2 separate regions of the Oryzias latipes genome follow, and region 1 is linked to region 2. Evidence: chromatin contacts called from public Hi-C data. All regions are on one chromosome and are shown on one strand. The core of a region is the stretch at or near the end of the contact, and the rest is flanking DNA. Distances in the headings are between cores, read along the strand shown.

What was found. A called contact is a pair of places that touch in the nucleus more often than the background predicts.
Region 1: a Hi-C map of embryo shows a contact between it and region 2, with 2.3 times the contacts expected there. The contact joins the enhancer-like site here to the promoter of LOC101168779 in region 2. A contact is called at or near these places in 5 of 5 Hi-C or Micro-C datasets (embryo, fibroblasts and gastrula embryo).

Annotation. Positions count from the first base shown.
Region 1 is chr5:28,426,437-28,432,497 of ASM223467v1, reverse strand. No RefSeq gene overlaps it. Among protein-coding and RNA genes, the nearest start is that of LOC101168779, 41 kb to the right of the region's middle. Within about 2 kb of position 1,382, at least 2 of the 8 cell types and tissues checked have an H3K27ac peak or open chromatin away from gene starts, as enhancers often do. A contact at or near this core is called in embryo and gastrula embryo, where this site is marked.
Region 2 is chr5:28,386,198-28,391,939 of ASM223467v1, reverse strand. LOC101168779 (myoD family inhibitor domain-containing protein) reads right to left here and starts at 3,336. Exons shown (of 5, transcript XM_004069268.4): 1 at 2,644-3,336; 2 at 1,459-1,640. The coding sequence starts at 1,603.

The DNA.
Region 1 (6,061 bases), core at 133-2,632, 43 kb before region 2:
CTATTTGGGTCACGCCATGAACTGCAGCCATTATCCTGCCTTTCAGGAACTCATTTTATCAAGTTCTCCACATCAGGTGGCAGGGCAGATTTATTTGGGGAATTGTGTTGATAGGGAAGTTCAACACAAAAACAAAATTAGCAGCAATAGGGAGTTTGAGAATAATTAGGAAAAAAAAAGTCATAACAGAAATGTGGTGAGGGTTTGTGAGGGGCATGTTGTTGGGGTACACAGAGAGTGTAAGGACGAACAATGTTTTTGTTGTTCACATTTAGGAGTATACTTTTGGGTCAATTAACAATGAAGATCAATTGATATCTCTTTATGCTTTCTTCTGTGATTTTTCGCCCCCCGGTAATGAGATAAATATTTATGAAGGCAGAAAATCCCCTGCCTCTCCTCCTTGTGTCAAATGCTCGGCATGATCAAAGGCTCAGCCCAAAAACATGCGACACAACCGCACGCATCAAGGCCTTCTTTGGCATTGTTTTTCTACTGTCCCAAAGCTCAAACACAGAAAACTATTCTCAAGCTGCCCCCACCCCTCCCACACCCCCATGCTGTCCATGAGAGAGAGGGAAAGACTGCAGATAGTTGTGGGACCCACACACTGTCGCTTTAAGATAAAATATTCTATCTTTTACATCATAATTATCTCCTTAAGGTAGAAATATTAGCATATCCACCAATCTTATTATCTGAGAAATTGGCTCATTAAGTCGGTCGGCTCCCCTTGTGCCCACCTTGTTCTCCTCTGTCCATACTTCATACTTCGGGGAGGCTGCTGAGCGGCGTTCTGACTGGAAGGAGGCGTGCAGACGCTCTGCAGGGACCGGCCTGAGTCCGTCCAAGCTGATGGGGCTCCACTCTCATGTCTGCGAGGAGTGAAAAGGAGAAGAAAGCATACTTGCTGTTGCAGCTGGAGCCAGATCTTAAAATCCCCCAGGAGGGACTGAAAGTTGGGTGCACTGACTAACCGTCAGTAATGGTTTCAAATTTTTTTAGGCCATTTAAAAGGTGAAAATCTAAAAAAAAATTCTTATGGCGGGAAAAAGTTGCCAGATGTGGTTTGACCTTCCTGAGTTTTGAAGGAAGTGAGGAAGACTACAAACCTACTTGGAAATGAGGCCCAATCCTGAGCAGAAACTGTGTTCAAAGCCCAATTTATGCTCTTAAAGAGCAAGGCATATATTTGCTTAGTAATCACAAAGACAGGATTGTTAAATTACATTTCTGGTGCTATTAAATATTAATGAGATGCTGTAGAATAGCCATGGCTTCTAATCTGCAGGATTTAATCCCCAGAATGAAACCTGACACCCATGGAGGCTAATGAAATCATCCTTTTAATCCAGGGAAATGTCCCCCATAAACCCACAGCTTTAGGAAACCCCAGGAAGCACAGCAGTCTGTGGAGCGGACAACACAATGTGGGATAAGTTCCTGCAGAGGCGGACGACCAGGAGAAGGTAGGAGCTTCTGTAAATACAGGGCATTTGTGAATATTTAGAAAAATCAGAGGCAAACCGATACGGCCGGAATGGAGCTTGTGAAAAGAAGTAAAACAGCTGGTGGTGGTGAAAATGTAAATTAAAGCTGAACCTGTTTCTCTGACATTTCCCTGAAATACAGGAGATGCTTCCACACAATACAGGAGCTGGCTTTCCCTCCCTCCGCTGCTTCGTTCCGTCTCCCTCTCTGTGTGGAATTGAGTTGTTAATTAGAATCGTGGCCCGGCCAAATGAATTCAGACCCTCTTCCTTCTGTAATGGTGCTGCAGACCCCAAGCTGTGGACTTTAATTCTCCTTTCATCAGCCTGATGGAAAAATCACCTCACTGCCATTCAGCTCAGCTACTCATTAACCAAGCCAAGAAAAGGTGATAGGCAGAATGGACAATTTTAATGTTTTTTTCCCCTTTTCTTCAAAAAAAATCTTTGCCTTAATTTTATGACGCATATAAATCATTGTGTTAAATATGTAATTTAAATTAGAACCTTAGCCACACTGTAAACGCACTGAGAGCTAAGACTAGTTTTACAACGAAAAACAAACATCGACGTCCCCCAAAATAATGTCTAATAATAGTAATCAATCAACAGCTGCATGCAGGAGATGTGTGGATGTGTACTGCCTGCATATCTGTGAGTGTCTAAATAGTTATCAGGGTGCCGGAGCTCTGGTTGTGTGCATTAACAGGCCATGTGTGAGGCACGGGGGTCGAGTTGTGATATGCTTAACAGCCAATTTACAAAGGTCAGGTGAGTGGGATCAAACGGGTGGGAAGATCACAGCTCACAGTCCTAAATGAGAAACAATCATCCCTCCAAAGGTCACCCAGACACAACCAAGGATTAGAATAATGGAGCAGGCCTTCTGCTGTTCCTTCCTCCTCACCTCTGGCTCCTCATCCTCCTCACCACCGGGGGTTCGGGTAAAATAGAACACAACCCGTTTTCCCATTTTTTTGAAGATTTATTCAGTTTCTTGGTTTTTGCATTGCTGTGGGTTCTCTACTCCCTGTGCAGGTTTAGAGGTGACCATAAACGCCAAAAAATTACTCATTTTCATAAACCGACAGATCACAGATTAGACATGTTTGTGCTTTTTAAATATGTTTGTGATCAAATATTGCAAACTTAGAAATTTTCAACTTTGAAATTAGTTTATGGCGCAATGATGTTAAATTGTAAATTGAACAAAAAAAATAATTAAAAACTGCTGACTTAATTGAATAAATAGATTTTTAGATTAAAAAACTCTAATTGCATGATTACGTTTTTGATTTATAGTGAATTATTTCTTATAAAACTGAGACAGAAAACATAAAGGAATCAAACTAAATGTTCTCCATAAGAAAATTTTTTTTATGTAAATTAAACATTTTAAATTCTAAAAGCATAATGTTTTAAGTAAAAAACGCCCCTTTAGATGAAACACAGAACACTGTATCCACCCCGCAGAACTGAAGAGAATGTCTGTGAAGGAACAACAGGGGGCAGTGTTGGGTCATACTAAACACCCATCCGTCTGTCCACCTCTGTCTTCCTCTCCCTCTCCCTGGCCGGAGTCCACTCTCGCCACCTTTCAGGATTAATTACACTTTTTCAATTAATGTTCTAATGAGAGCTGCTGGTGCAGGAGAGTGATAAGGCAGTTAGAGAGTGAATGAGACACACAAACGCACACACTCAACAGAGACAGGCATAGAGATACACTGACTAAAGTGATTGATTGGACGTACAAAAGCTGATGCAGTTGATAAAGTACAGTTAGTGGCAGAGATCCGGCTCACCGAAAAAGCGGGTGACGGAGGTCAAAAAGATTACAGATGTGTAATTATCAAAGGAGAGGTGTTCTGAAATTAAAAATTTAATTAAAAAACACACAAAACTGTGAGTTGTTAGGAGGACGCTCATTTTAGTGACATAAACCTTCACAGCTGCAAACTGGGTTTCCATGGTAATGAGCTCAACTGGTGCTGGAGGGTACCGACACACACAAACACACTGAACATGAACTTTTCCGGCACGCACCAGGGGACCTGTCAAGTCTAAATTAGTGCTGTTGATGTGTCACAAGATGCACCCCAAGGTCATTAATTGGTCAGTGATTGGAGGCTGGCATGCCATTTATATCAGCATAATTTGCATGAGGCAGTCGACTACTTTACCCTCAGAAAAGGGATTTTTTTTTGAACCTATATGGTGAAAGCGTCTAACGAAGGCTTTTCATTTTGTCACAGTAGGTTTCTGAGTGGCTGCAGTCATTTTAATGCTTGTTGTCCATCCCGAAGAGAACAAAGTAACATAGACAATCTTATAAATATCGTTTAATGTTGCTGTTCAAGGCCGCATGTATTGAAAACGATGGTGTCATCTTGAAAACGCCAGTAACGTCAGGGAGGCTTTATTTCTTCGTTGCATTACGATGTGGACGGTGTGACTTATTGTGTACACAACTATTTTTTGCAACACAATACCTTTGCAGTATTACTGTAAATCAGGATAGAGTGAGAATAAGTATATTTTTGTACATTTTTTGAGCGGACAAAAATGAGAAATGATCAATGGAGATCTAATGAATCTCAAAGGGCTCTATTGTTAAAGAGCCTGAACCAGATTGAAGGTTAAAGGGGAGAAGGAAAAAGAAAAATCTCTGACTTTTTCAATGACATCTCTTTGAAAGCGCAGAGGCTGATTGTTCTGGGTGGATAAAGGGAAAGACAGAGTGTGTGTGTGTGTGTGTGTGTGTGAGGAAAAAAAAAGGGAAAGGAAAAAGGAGAGTAAGTGGAGTGTGGGGGGCTGGAAATACTGCTTTAATTTAAAGAAACACTGAAGTTACAAATCAGAACAAACCATTCCGTTAAATTCTACACTTTCAAAGACAATTTGAATTAATGCTACCTTGTCTGTGTATGCATTAGTTAAGAGTTTGCTAAATTAGAATAGCATTTCTCTCATGTGCGTACAGAGCCTCTACTAAAGGAGAATATGAAAGCACAAATGCAAGATTACTTTTTTCTCCCGTGCAGCCGGAGCCACTCTCTTTCTCTCTGTCGTTCTCTCACACACACACAAACACACACTCATTCACTCCTCACTCCGTTTCATTTTCTTTCTCTCTTTCGCTCTCCCCTCTTCTTCGTCTCATTGCCCCATAACCACAGAGAGATGAGTTCAAGCCACCATTAAAGTGTTAAAAATTTAAATATATATATAAAAAAAATTCAGAACGCTCTTTTTAATTAAAAAGGATCCTAATAATCCACATCATATTATACGTCGCAGATTCATCGGTCAATTTAATAACAGTGAGGCTTTTGGATCTTAATATCTCTGCTACCAGGTTTCCTTCATAACTGAGAGCCTGTGTTAATTACAGCAGAGCCTAATGGTGGGGAATATTCAGGGCCTCTCCATGTTTTGATAAATGGCTTTCCACTAAGATTTATTCCTAATTATCTCATTTGTCTTTCTCCATTACTTTTTATAGCTTAAATTTATGAAGTCATTAAGACGTTAGTGGGCCTGATAATGATTAGGAGAAGGAATTGTATGAAAGTGAATTATATGAAAATGATTATGGCTAAAGGAGTGTTTAAAATGAGGGCTGTGAAAGCCAGGATGTGTGTGTGAGTGTGCGAATGTGAGCTACATGGCTTTGTTCAGAGGTTCGCATGCCATCCCCTGTTCCACCCCAACTCCCACAACCCGCCCACCCCCTCCCTATCATGCCCAGTTGACGCTGCCACCTTCCACCACTGGAAATAGGCACGATGAAAACCTCTTTGTCACTCTCTCCTCCCTCTCTGGCTGGCCTCAGCTCATATCCGTGCTTCGTCCATCTGTCTAGTGTTACTGTTAATGTGGACCATCATCTGTCTGAGTCATGAAAAACCACCTTACTTTTTGACACACTTCCACAGAACCACAAACGTACAGGACACCTATGACTCATTTCAGTTTGCTGCAACTGCACAACTTGTCTAAGTGTTTTACATCTCAGGAACAGGTTTTTTTTTTTTTACAGCGCAGCTCCAATCATCTTTTGTTCTATTTTAAAGGCATTCCAAGATTTCTTTTAATTTTAATTATGCCATTTTTAGGAAAAATCTGTGTCGTTTTCTAGGACATAGTTTCTGCAGAGTTGCAGTAGTTAATTAGAAATTCGCCTCAGAGTTGTGGGCGGACTGATGGCAACTGTTGGGCCTACCATGACCTCCCATCATCCCTTTGTTTATATGCTCGCCTGCTAGCTTACAGCCCCTCACACACCCAACCTAACAATAGGTGTGCAACGAAAGTGGTGAATGAACATCAGAGCTATGCAGTTCTGAGCCAGATACTAAACCAGGAAGACGAAGACATCAGTGGAGAGATTTTTAAGAAGAGGCCCAAGACCCACCTTATAAACATGGCCTAATCTTATCTGTTATTTATTATGAAAAAACTCTTTTTATGTATTTATTTTTGCCTTTTATAGATTGAAATACATTTTATGTATCTGTTAACTTTCTTTTTATTAGGATTTTAGCCCAAGGGTTTCCACATGGGGATCT
Region 2 (5,742 bases), core at 2,087-4,586:
TTTCACTTAAACCTCTGTTTAAGCTGAATTTTTAAATATATAGGTAATATAAGAAGTAGTAGACTTCTGCAGACTTTATTACATTCTGCCAAAAGGGAGTTTTGCTCAAAAGCAGTCCTTCAAAGCAGCACTTTGTTCCCTTCTTGAAAATGCCCTTATCGTGAAGCCACAGTCTGTCCTTGGTTTAAATAACACGAACAAGGGGTTGGACCAAGTCCATTATTTAATCACACATTTGTTTTGGAAATTTTAATCAAGAAAAATAGAACAAAATGAACATTTTCTGAGCTTTTGCTATGCCCGAACAAAAGGCTTTGCACTTTTCATGTAGAGAAATTGAGACGGGGGGGGGGTAGGGAGAGGTAAAAGCACGGCCTTGTTGAAGTCTGCCCATTTGTCTCTTCCACACAAATTGACTCACCTTCTAACCCTGAGTCTAATAAAGAAGCTAAGGTGAAATTTTTGTAGGAAAAGTCACAGTTTGGAGTAAACCCAGGTAAAATCCAGTCCAGACAGGAAAGCATGCTTAGACACATCCCTGCCATTAAGTAATTGAATGACTCCCCAGGAATGGTCACAACCCCTGATGCTATATGCATATATATATATATATATATATATATATATATATATATATATATATACACACACTGTCTTCAAAAACATCACAAGGTACATCAATATTTTTGTGGCAGATCTCTATGGCAACAAGCTGCTAACAGTATGCTAGATGTTAACTGCACCCACACTAATTACCCCACACGACCTGCACGCAGGTCTGCAGTCTCTGAAACTTGAGGAAGCTTGATTCAGTGTTGGCTGAACCTGCATGAGTCAATCAGGCACATAACTGCCCCAAGCTGGGTCATTAGAAAAGGGCTAAAGGGGTCCTGACCTCTCAGATCATCAAGACAACAAAGTCACCTACAAACACACCCATTGCACTAAACAATTAAGCAGTCACTCACCATTAAAATGATAAATAAGTCAAATCTTCCATCAACAAATAAGTCTTTAAAAATCATTATTAAAGAAATATTTCTTCCTAAGACCTGCAAAAAAGGAAAAAAAAAACGGAAAAAAAGATTAGCCCTGCCTCATGTAATAACATTTCATTACGTTTTTCTAGTAGTTTGCATGAGTCACCTTCTGGGATGAATGGTTAAAGAAGCTCCGCCCACTCAAATGAATAATAATGGATTCTAATGTTTTGGAGAACTTTGCAAGCCAAAATCCACCTCAAAGTTGTGAGTTTTCACAGTAATCTATGGATAATTAGAAATGTAGCAGGGTGTAAGTTAAGAAGATGTAATTATTGGCTATATTTTAACCAATAGCTAAAAAAATTGTGTTGCAACATGTTTTCTTTTTGATTATTAATGATTTTAGTATGAAAATATTTAGACTATGCATTTCTTTCTGAAAGGGCAGAAAACAGAAGAAAGCCTCAGACCTTACCCTCACTTCCAGAGGGTTTGGGGTCCAGGGAGCCATCCTCTCTCTTTGAATTTGAGTCTTTGTGTGAGTTTGAAGCCTCCAGACCGGCGTTTTCATCCTCAGCTGGCCCTGGAGAGACGGGAGTGGACCTACTGTCTTCATCCATGGCTTGTGGCCTGGCTTTTCTGAGGAGTTAAATCAGCCTGAAATAAAAAAGAAATTCATTCATGGACCACATCAAACATTTGCCATTGTCTTTGTTGATTTGGGCACATTGAATCTGGAAAAAAAGCCTTTATGAGGAGCAATTACTGCAGTTACAGTCCAATTTCATCAGACTTCTTAAAAATATTTGTTTAAAGTAAGTAGGATTTCTGAAAATGTGTCTATATTCCTTATGTTAAACACTTTATTGTTCAGGTAACTGAGAATTATTTGACTTTGTATTTTTGAATTCTGTTGACATTTATCTTTCTATCTAAAATCTGAATTACTTTGCACGTAAATGATGATCAAAAAGTGTGAATTTAAAAGTCTGCCAGATTTAGATTGAGTTTTTTAATGTATTTATTTAAATTGGTTTAACACGGCATAATTACAGAGGTGAGCCTAATTAATTATTACGTAATTGGACTTTTGATCAACTCTGCAAACCAAAGAGGCAGACAACGGTTCAACTCCTGTCTGGTGTCAGGTTTGTACCCCCTACACTGCGTCCCACGCCTCTAAAACGGTTGGGCACGCTTAGGTAAGCTCGCAAACCTGCGTCACGACGCTGCCAGAGCAGCTCAGCTGGACAGCTGTTTGCGCGCTCCCGCGGCCGCGCGCGTTTCACCCTTTATCCGTTTTGACAGCGAAGTCCAGAGAAAAGGCTGGATATTACTTTTTTTTTACCGAAGTTAAAACACAAGAGGTGTTAAAAAAAACGGAACACTTTAGACGGAGGAAGTTACCACTTTTAAAAAGTTTGGGGAAATAAAAAAAAAGCTGCCGAAAGCTCAGTTTTTCAGCTTTAGACGAATTAAAATCCGAGTAATTGTCTACGAAACTCTCATCACAGCAGCTTCACATTCATCTGACCTTTATACGTGACGGCGTTCCTTTACGAGTCTCTGCGTGTTCAGGATTAACTCCGTTTGACTCCCTTCTTGACTTTTACTATAAAAATATCAGAAACTATCAAGTTAAAGAAAATCAGTCTCTTACCGCCTCTCTGGCTGCAACTCGGAGCCAAGTTTGGACTAATTCATCCTTTATCTCCTCAGGTGGAGCTGAAGTCCTCCACTCTTCTCCTCACAACAATCCCTTCTTCACTCCGAGTCTTTCTTCGGCTCATGCAGGTGACAGAAACTCCAGTTCCAGAGCATTTTCTCCAGCAAAGAGCGCCTTCTCCCCGCCTCCGGATCGTCCCGTCCTCCAGCAGACCAGATGTTGTTGGAGGAGTTCAAACTCTGCACGCAGCTCCCCACAAACCTCCCTGTTTACTCACGTTTGTCCTGCAAGCTAAGTTCAGATGATTAACTTTTATCAAGCGTAAACTGTCGGTTGCATATCTTCTGGGTGCAGGCCTGCCTCCTCCCCGACACCCATGTACTTGACTCTGCTGCTGCTGCTGCTGTTGCAGCTGCTGCTGCTGCTCCACAGGAAGCCAGAGGCTGCAGTGATTGTGCTTCCTCCCAGCGTTAGAGTAGTTGGGCTGAACTCTTCTGTCAAATAATTACACCTTAACCTGAAACAGACAAGCACCAACCTAAGCAAGCTTAGATTAGGAGCTATTATACTCGAATCTATGTGATTTGCTTAAAACAATTACAACATTCTGAAAGGAGTTGATTGTTTTACGCTTTTCTTATCGCCTCACAGTATAGTTTTTTTTAAACTAATTGTTTATGAATAGAATGCATGTATAATTAGCTTTAGTAAAAGTTATTTTTCTTTGTTTGCTGCAGGAAAAACAATCAGTTGCTTTTATTTTTGCACTAAAAAGTTGAAGTATTTCTGCTGTGAAACCCTGCTATCACATTAGTTTGTGATTCAAAGACCCCCTCTTGTCTTTGGATCTACTGTAAAATCATTCCCAGTCTTCTTTTTATTATAATTATGCTCTTTCAGCCAAAAACCTGTGTTGTTTTCCAGGACATAGTTTCTGCAGAGCAGCAGTAGTGTATTAGAAATTCGCCTCCGAGTTGTGGGCGGGATTGTTGGTGCAGAGTAAGCCTGTTGCAGGGACACACACTAACACACACATGCACACCTAGGAGAAAATTAGAGACACCCGTTAACCTGTGAAGCATGTTTGCAAACTGAGAGGAAGCTGAAGTGCCCGGAGAAAAGCCATGCACGCGTCTAGAAACCCAGCCAGGGTTCAAACCTTGCTCAACCTTGTTCAAACCAGGGCTCAGCTTGCAGCTATTCATCCATTTTCTGGATCCGTTTTATCGGTTTCGGGGTCATGGGGCTCAGGAGCCTAACCCAGCCACTGCTACACAGGTCACCAGTCTGTCGCAGGGCCCTTGCAGCCCAACAAACACTAAACCTGAGAGTACCAATTCTCACGATTGGAAAAAAAAAGAAAATAGCCATAAAAAACATGCAATAAAGCGTTTTTTTTTTAAAATTTATTTATTTATTTATTTGCTTTTTTCATCAAGTTTCAGTAAACTTCATGTTTTCCGTTCATCTTTATGGCTCACACAACATTTTAGCATTTACTACTACTTGCTTCTTGTGTTGCTAACTCTTCTTTAAAGTAGCCTATCTAACAAAAACCTGCAGTGATGAACAAATGGTGTGTTAGGGCCCAAAATGCAGCAGACTTGTCTTTGTGAGACAACAAAAAAGGGATAAAGCAGATGAGCACGACAAACTGACGCTGATATAGTCTGAGGACAATGAACAGAAATAAAAGCAGCTGTGGATGATTTAAAAAAACAAACAAACCCTGAAGTGACTTACAGAACGACTACAAACATCACCAAAATATCACTAAAAGACCATCTAAACTGCTTCAATCCTCATACCTGGTTTACATGCATCAGATAAAATAATCAAACATTAAATCTTTTTGCTTAATAAGATCAAACACATTTGCATAAATTGAACAATAGAACCTTATACCTCATTTCTGGTTTCATTGTTCGTTTCAGGCGGATGTGGATGACTGAGAAATTCAATTGGACATGACACAGACCCTCCAGATCTACAGACAATAATTTTAATTCTGCTGATCCATTTCCTAATCATTTTATTTACTCTAATTTAGAGCCACAGAGCCCTTTGGAAGGCTTCATTCAGTTAGTAGAAGTTATGTACCGCAGGTTTAACAGTTAATTATTTCAAAAACAGCAGGAGGAGAGCATTTCTTACTGTTTGACTCCCATCTAATGAACTTGAGCTTATTGTATGGCGCAGATGTTGATAGAAAAATTGTGACCAAGTTGTTAGAAGCAAAACCAATACCTTTCCCTTCACCCCACATAATCCTGATGTGTAAAACAAATGATTCATAGCGCTTGCCTAATTAAAAAAAAAAAAGTCTATTGTTTGAGGGCCTTATTGTTTAAAAAACAGATTTTTTTTTTTTTTTTTTTTGCTTCTTTCAGGGTTTAACTTCCTGCCATAAAATGTCCCTGCTGGTATTAACAAATCCAAAGATATATGGTTGAGTTCGGATCGAAAAAATTGTGGTCCTAAGTTTTGATTCATTACAGCTCCTGATGGAAATCTGAAAGGGCATCTAAACTGAAGTAAAAAAAAAAATAGTCGGAGCCACAAACCCTTAGCAGATACTTTCAAACCTGATGGGAAAATTTGGTTGGCTTCTGGCATATGACTTAAAAACTAAACAAAAATAATCTCACTTTGATACGTTGCCCATTTCCTGTTGAAACAAAAGGGTGGCTTCCAGCAGAGTTCTGCGCTTCATATCTGTTAAAATAGTTTCACAATTGCCTTGCCAACAATGCGGGTTACTGGGAGAAGTGTGTGTGTGTTGTGCTCTGTTCCAGGGCGGCGCCCCCATCCTGAGGGCAGGACTAGACACACCTGCATTCAGCCATTCCTTATCTCCTGGAGTTTATTTGACGCATCACCAGACCATTCATCTAACTAGCAGAGACACTCAGGCCAGTCACTTTAGCCTGTTGCTGTCAGGGAATTAAGACAACAGACTATAAGTGTCATCATGGTTGCAAAGCTTGAACCTTTGTTGCTGGACCACATACCTAATAACAACTGTCCACATACCTAATAACAACTGTATGGATTTTCTCAGTATATGATTTTGCAGTAACATAAGATTTTTTT